2 separate regions of the Hordeum vulgare genome follow, and region 1 is linked to region 2. The links are chromatin contacts, called in public Hi-C maps. All regions are on one chromosome and are shown on one strand. The core of a region is the stretch at or near the end of the contact, and the rest is flanking DNA. Distances in the headings are between cores, read along the strand shown. Region 1 holds the start of LOC123437957. Region 2 holds the start of LOC123437899 (probable glucuronosyltransferase Os03g0107900).

Region 1 (3,301 bases), core at 5-2,504, 210 kb after region 2:
GAGGCCCTTGCACCAAAATAAGGATAGGACTGTCTTGGGCGTTACAAATGCCTAGCAACTATAGAGGATAGAGAAAAGATGAGTATCATCCCCTATGCCTCAGCGATAGGCTTTATCATGTATGCAATGTTGTGCACAAGATCAGATGTCAGCCTTGCCATAAGTATGGTCAGAAAGTTTCAAAGTGATCCAAGAGTGGAACACCGAACAACAGTCAAAAATATCCTTAAGTACTCGAAGAGTACTAAGGAGATTTTTCTTGTTTATGAAGGTGATCAAGAGCTTGTCGTAAAGGGTTACGTCAATGCTAGCTTTGACACAGACCCGAATGACTCTAAGTCTCAAACCGGATACACATTTATTTTGAATGGTGAAACCGTCAGCTCATGTAGTTCCAAGCAAAGTGTGGTAACAGATTCTACTTGTGAAGCGGAGTACATAGCTGCTTCGGAATCAACGAAGGAAGGTGTATGACTTAGCAGTTCATGACGGATCTTGGAGTTGTGCCGAGTGCACTGGGTCCAGTGACCCTCTTTTGTGACAATACCAATGTCATTGATCTAGCCACAGAACCCAGGTTTCACAAAAGGACCAGACACGTAAAGCCCCACTTCAATTCCATCTACGATTATATTAAAGAGGATGACATAAACATTTACAAAGTACACACGAATTTGAATGTTGCAAACCCGTTGACTAAGCCTCTCTCACGAGCAAAACCAACGATGCCGCGATATTCAACATGTAATCTGTACTACCTTGAAATCATTACAATCAAAGTAGTACACATGGTATTATCTTTTTAAGAGAGTCCGTATCTAGGTAAATCCTTGTCTTCTCTTATCATCGCATCAAGGCTACATGTTCGAATCCCCATACTCGAAATTTGTTGGATTTGACTTCACCAACCAACCTCGTCGGGCTTTTGCGAGGTTTAGCAACAATGCGTGCGGTGTGGATTGCGGCGGATGAAATAGGGTTAGCTAACCTTAAAAACCCTTTGTTCCCGTACATATAACGGTGAAGGGGGAGTATGCGGGTAGCCGCAATTTATAAAAAGAAAATGAAAACTCTGCAAAATCACCAGGATTTTACGCGTCGGCGAGGTTTTGTGGGATCTGGTAGAATTGCTCTTATATCACGAAACAAAATGTAGAAATGACAACAAATACGAACCATACGATGTTTCCATTGTACGCTACAGCTAGACACAGAGGCAGAGGAGGTGGTGCGTCCTGCTGCTTGCGTTGCGGCCTTGCGCGTATTCCAGCTCGGGCTCTCACGGCCACGCAAGTCCCACAGATTCGTTCGTTCGTTCGTTCCCCCCCCCCCCCCCCCCCCCCCCGCGGCGCGGCGGTTGCTCGGCTCGGCAATTCGCCTGATCGATCCCAACCCTCCTCCTCACTCCTCCTTCTCCCCCCCTCCCTCGTAACGCGTCGCCAAATCCAAACCCCCGAACCAACCCGAGTCGATCAAACCCCTACTCGTGGGCTCGCGACGAGTCGCATGGCAGCAACAACGCGCAGCTCCCACTGACCCAGCCCAGCCACAGCCAACCCACTGCCCCCCGAGACGAGGCGGCTCTCCGATCGCCGCCGCTCCAATGTGGCGGCGCGGGGCCCACTCCGACGCCGCCCACCACCTCCCCGCCGCCGGCGCCGGCGGGTCCACCTCGGCCGCCGCCGCCGCCGCGGGCGCCGTGCGGAGGCGACGGCGGCCCGGGCTGTCGTGCCGTCCGAGCCACCTCTTCTTCGCCCTCCTCGTCGCGCTCTTCACGGCCTCCCTGCTCGTCGTCTGGCAGCTGCTCCCCATCGGCGACGGCGACGGCGACGCGGCGGCGGACGGGGAGGAGGCGCCGGCGCCGCCGGACGGGGGAGGGACGACGCGGTTCTCGGCCTCGCGCATGGTGCTGCGCGCGTTCGACACCGAGAGCCACCTCGAGGCCGCGAGATCCGCGCGTCGGTGGTGGCCCGGCCTCGAGCCCGTCAGGCTAGCGCTCGTGAGTGCTCCTGTCCCCTCGCTCTCGCGTAACTCAATAAATGTATAACATATATCACGCTTAGTACCTCGTAGCTTAGCCGCATCAGTTCCGAAATTTCGGTTCCGGTGAGGAATGCTCATTTTTAATCTATATATCTAGTGGAGCTCTGTCTGGAGTTTACCCAAGTGAAACGTGGACAGTTTCGATCGATAGTGTTACTACAATTATTTATCATTTCATCTATACTGATCAGAGATTATTGGACGGAGGAACAAACATGCTTACATAGATAGACGCACCTCGTGTTTGCCTGGGTAATTGGTTTTTTTATTGGTCAAGTCTCGTAGTACGTATGAATTGTTTTTGTGGCAGCCGCATGCCATGGAGTTGAGTTTGGCTCTTGCATTGTTTCAGGTTGTGGGAACTATGAACATAGACGCAGAGTCCCTGATGCTGACTACCTTAGCAAAGAGTCTTGTGGGACTCGGATACGAGATCGAGGTGAGTTGCTGCTTTGCAATGACAATGAAACACTGTAGACTGAGAGTCCAGTTGTCACTGGGTTGCATATTTCAAATTGCGATGAGCATAGGCTGAGAGTAATCTGTAACTGGCGATGACCAATTTATCCCATGTTAAGAACACTTCACACCTTTTTTTGTTGACTTTGTCGGTATGGAGCAGGTTTTAGCATTCGTGGATGGGAAAGCTCACGATATTTGGAAAGCTATTTGCCATGTAAATGTTGTGAGCTTTGAGAAGCTGAAGTATGTCGATTGGTCAAAGTGAGAACTGAATACTTAGCGTGGAACATTTTCCTTTATTCACATGTTATTCGTACTAATCTCTTGGTGCTTATATTCTCTGCACCTGATTTTGTAGATACAATACTGTGCTCGTAAGCTCTCTTGAAGGGAAAAGGGTTGTTTCGATGTGAGTCCGTGATTTGTTTCTTTTTAGACACAGTGTCAATTTCAGATACAGTTATTTGTGCGACCACATATATTGTTTCTCCATGCCTAATTCAGCTAAAACAGTATGCATCGTATATAATTGTATCAACTAACTCCTTTATTTCCAACCTTTGTTTATGACCACCTGGTATAATCAATTTACTGTTGCAAATTTTGGCAATTTTGACATGGCAGTTCTACAAAGTACAAACTAATATTTGTCAATTCCACCACTTTTTTTTAACCCTTTGTACCGCTTTTAAGGCTTAATTGCATCATTTTATGACTGTTTTAGTTGGTTGTTTTGCTGATTTTGGACCGGAGTCGACATTATGTTGCCAGAAATCGGAATATCAACTCCCGGAAC
Region 2 (3,255 bases), core at 694-3,193:
GCAATGCCATTCATTCAGTGAGTAGTAGATAATATGTTACCAATTCATTTCTGATGAGATGGAAGTAGAGCACAGCACATATTGCCAGCATAAACAAAGCAACAAGTCAGAGAAGAGGTTCACAAGACGGTTGCCTCACCTCCTCCGCCCCTGCCGTCGCAGCCGCTCCAGCTTCGCCTCAAGCTCCTTGAGGACCTGCCAGGTGGCGTCTCCCTCCTCCATCGGCCGGTTAAAAACCAGCGCCTTCCGTTTCACGGGGTCCCACAGGTTCCCCTGAATCGTCGTCAGGTTGGTCGCCGCGACGTGGTCTAGCACCGCCTCGAGGCCGGCCACGTCCCTCTCGGCCACCTGCAGCGAGATGTCGGGCCACCGTAGCACGCCGGGGAACGGCAGGCGTATGTCATCTGCGATGACGACGGGGATGCAGCCCAGGAGGACCGACTCCACTAGACGAGGGCTCCATGGCGCCCACCCCAGCGGGCAGATGCAGAACAAGGAGCGCGCCATCTCCGACCGGTAGCCGTCGTTCCGTTTCCGCTTCAGGTAGAACTTGCGGTTGCGGCCATACAGCCGCAGAAGTTCAGTCCTCACCTTCCTGAACGTGATGAATCGATTGATAATCATACTTGGTGACATGAATTTCGTATTCTACATATGGTGATGCAATTTATGAACTTTGCGTCCTGGATATTTGACCAGTGGACTGTGCAAGATGAAGCAAAATGACGAGTATTCTTGCCCATGAATTTCTTATAAGGCGATGTACTCCTCGCCAAGTGGATGCTTATTACCTGCTGTAGAAGTGGCCACTGATGTTCTTGGGGTGGACCTCCATCTTGCCCCGGAAGAAGGCAAATATGTCCCGATGCGCCTTCTCCGGCTCCGGCAGCTCCCGAGGAGCCAGCTCAGGCGGCACGTAGGGCGGGATCACCACATGCTCCACGTCCTGGCAAGGGTGCCGGCCCTGCACGCCGAATGTCTGCAGTAGGATCGACCCCTTCAAGAACTCCGGGATACCGGCGGCCATCGCCACATCCTCCTGATTGATCAACCATTAGGCCGCAAGATCAGGCACAAGAACAATGCACGCAAGAAACAGCTGAGGATTAGAGGCTGGATCGAGCAGCGGGCGGTCACCATGGGGTGGAAGCAGGCGCCGAAGTCGTGCGACGCGACGAAGACGTGGTCGGCCCCAGCGGAGAGGTTCCAGAAGGGCATCTGGGCGCGGACGAGGCCGACGGCGTCGGCGAGCAGCCCGCGCGCGTGCGCCAACGACGGGAGCCCCGTGGGCGTGGAGAAGTTGCAGCAGGCGTAGACGGGCACGAGGAAGAGGTCGGCCTCCTCGGGGCGCAGCCCCGCGCGCCGCTGCCGCAGCAGCAGCGCCTCGTGCACGGCCACCTCGGCGGCGAAGAGGTGGCGGGAGCACCGCGCGTCGGCGGCCGCCCAGCGCCGGTTGAAGCGCGGCGGGAGGTCGTAGGCGTAGATCCGGACGCCGGGGCGGGGCTCGGAGCCGGGGCCGCGGCGGGAGGGGGGCAGTGCCGGGAGGAACAGGTAGGCGGAGAGGGCCAGCCAGAGGATCCACCGCCACCTGTAGAAGTGGCGCGTCCTGAGCCTGTCGAGGAGGTGGAGGTGGCGCGGCTTGTGGGCTCTTGCTGTCTTCTGCTTCGGGTCTCTCATGGCGGGGGAGGGGTTCGTTCGATCGAGCATCGGAGCCAGGTGTTAGGCTGCGGACACTAGTTCTAGCTCAGATTCTTCTCCATTTCCGCCTCGGACTTCTCGCTCGGCGGGGCGCGCGACGGCCATTGCTGGCGGAGCTTTGACTCTCGTAATCCTTCCTTCTCGGTTGAGAGAAGCTGGGAAACAGTGAGGGGAAAGTGAGCGAAAGGGAGAGCCGATGCGTGTGATGATCACCCACTGGCATGTGGGGCCACCTGGCCCACATGCTGGCGTCACATCAGCGCGTGCAGCGTCCACGTCGGTCGGACTGGGCTATTCTACTCTGCCGTACCGACACCAGGAAATGGCGCGCACGTCGTCGTCATCCTATAACGAGTTGGGCTCACGTCGACCACCATGGCCGATAAAGCCGCCGCGCGCTAGCTTGACACACAGCTCGCTCGGTCGACCCCATTTCACCGGCCCATCCATTGCATTCCATCGAGCAAGCTAGCTACTTGGTCGTTCGTCGGCGATGGCTTGGAGGAGGGGGTCGATGCTGGCCGCGCTCGTGCTGGTGGCCGTGGCGACGTGCGCCGACGCCGGTGACAGCTACGGCGCGTCCAAGTTCACGGTGACGGGCACCGTGCTGTGCCAGGACTGCACCAAGAACTGGAACGCCTACGCCTACAACGCCAAGCCCATCGCCGGTACGGTCCGCCCGAACCTTCTATTACTTATATCTCTAGCACGCACTGGCCATCGCTCCTCGCCGGCGACCTGCACCTTCGTTGCTCTTGGCGTGCGCACGACGGCATGATCGACGAATATGTATGTATGCTGTGATGGTTTCGCAGGCAGCGTGGTGGCGGTGACGTGCCTGGACGAGCACACGGGGCGGACGGTGATCCACCGGACGGACACGACGGACGAGGAGGGGGTCTTCAAGGTGGACGTGCCGTACGCCCACGACGGCGGCAGCTGCCGCCTCGACCCGGCCCACTGCCTCGTCCGCCTCGTCAGGTCCGGGGACAAGGGCTGCGCCGTGCTCACCGACTTCAACGGCGGCAGGACCGGCGAGAAGCCGTCCCGCCCCTCGCGGGTCTGCCCCACCGAGGTCGCCTACTCGGCAGGGCCCTACTACGCCACCGTGCCGCAGTGCGACGTCGACGACGACGACAAGAGCTGTTCCTGATCGATCGAGTCATCTCTTCGTCTCTGCGCGGCCTTGTTATGCAGGTGGAACGATCGGTTCTGGCGTTTGGGTTCAAGTTTTCTATACACGGGTTCTGAATGGTTCCATGCTAGCATACATGTGCGTGTTTGTTTTGCTTCTAAAATGTCCGTGCGTACGATTTTTGTAACATGATCTGATTTGTACTGTCAATGACTATTGTTTTTTGAGCTTATCTACTCCCTCCGTTTCAAAATATAAGACATTTCACTAGGAGACTACAAACGGAGTAAAATAAATGAATCTATACTCTAAAATACGTCTATATACATTCGTATGTAGTTCATAATGCAATCTTTAAAAGGTCTTATATTTAGAAACGGAGGGAGTATGTGTTATGTTTCTATGTTAGGTTTCGTAATGCA

What was found. A called contact is a pair of places that touch in the nucleus more often than the background predicts.
Region 1: a contact with region 2 is called in a Hi-C map of seedling, with 4 times the contacts expected there. The contact joins the promoter of LOC123437957 here to the promoter of LOC123437899 in region 2. A contact is called at or near these places in 1 of 6 Hi-C or Micro-C datasets (seedling) and 1 of 1 datasets of contacts at active chromatin or transcription factors (embryo).

The regions. Positions count from the first base shown.
Region 1 is chr1H:370,321,817-370,325,117 of MorexV3_pseudomolecules_assembly, forward strand. It overlaps LOC123437957, which reads left to right and starts at 1,255. Exons shown (of 15, transcript XM_045115744.1): 1 at 1,255-1,999; 2 at 2,396-2,482; 3 at 2,666-2,766; 4 at 2,864-2,914. The coding sequence starts at 1,604.
Region 2 is chr1H:370,116,101-370,119,355 of MorexV3_pseudomolecules_assembly, forward strand. LOC123437899 (probable glucuronosyltransferase Os03g0107900) reads right to left here and starts at 1,944. Exons shown (of 4, transcript XM_045115739.1): 1 at 1,138-1,944; 2 at 792-1,039; 3 at 140-595. The coding sequence starts at 1,707. It overlaps LOC123437941, which reads left to right and starts at 2,093. Exons shown (of 2, transcript XM_045115743.1): 1 at 2,093-2,366; 2 at 2,514-3,086. The coding sequence starts at 2,192. The coding sequence ends at 2,851.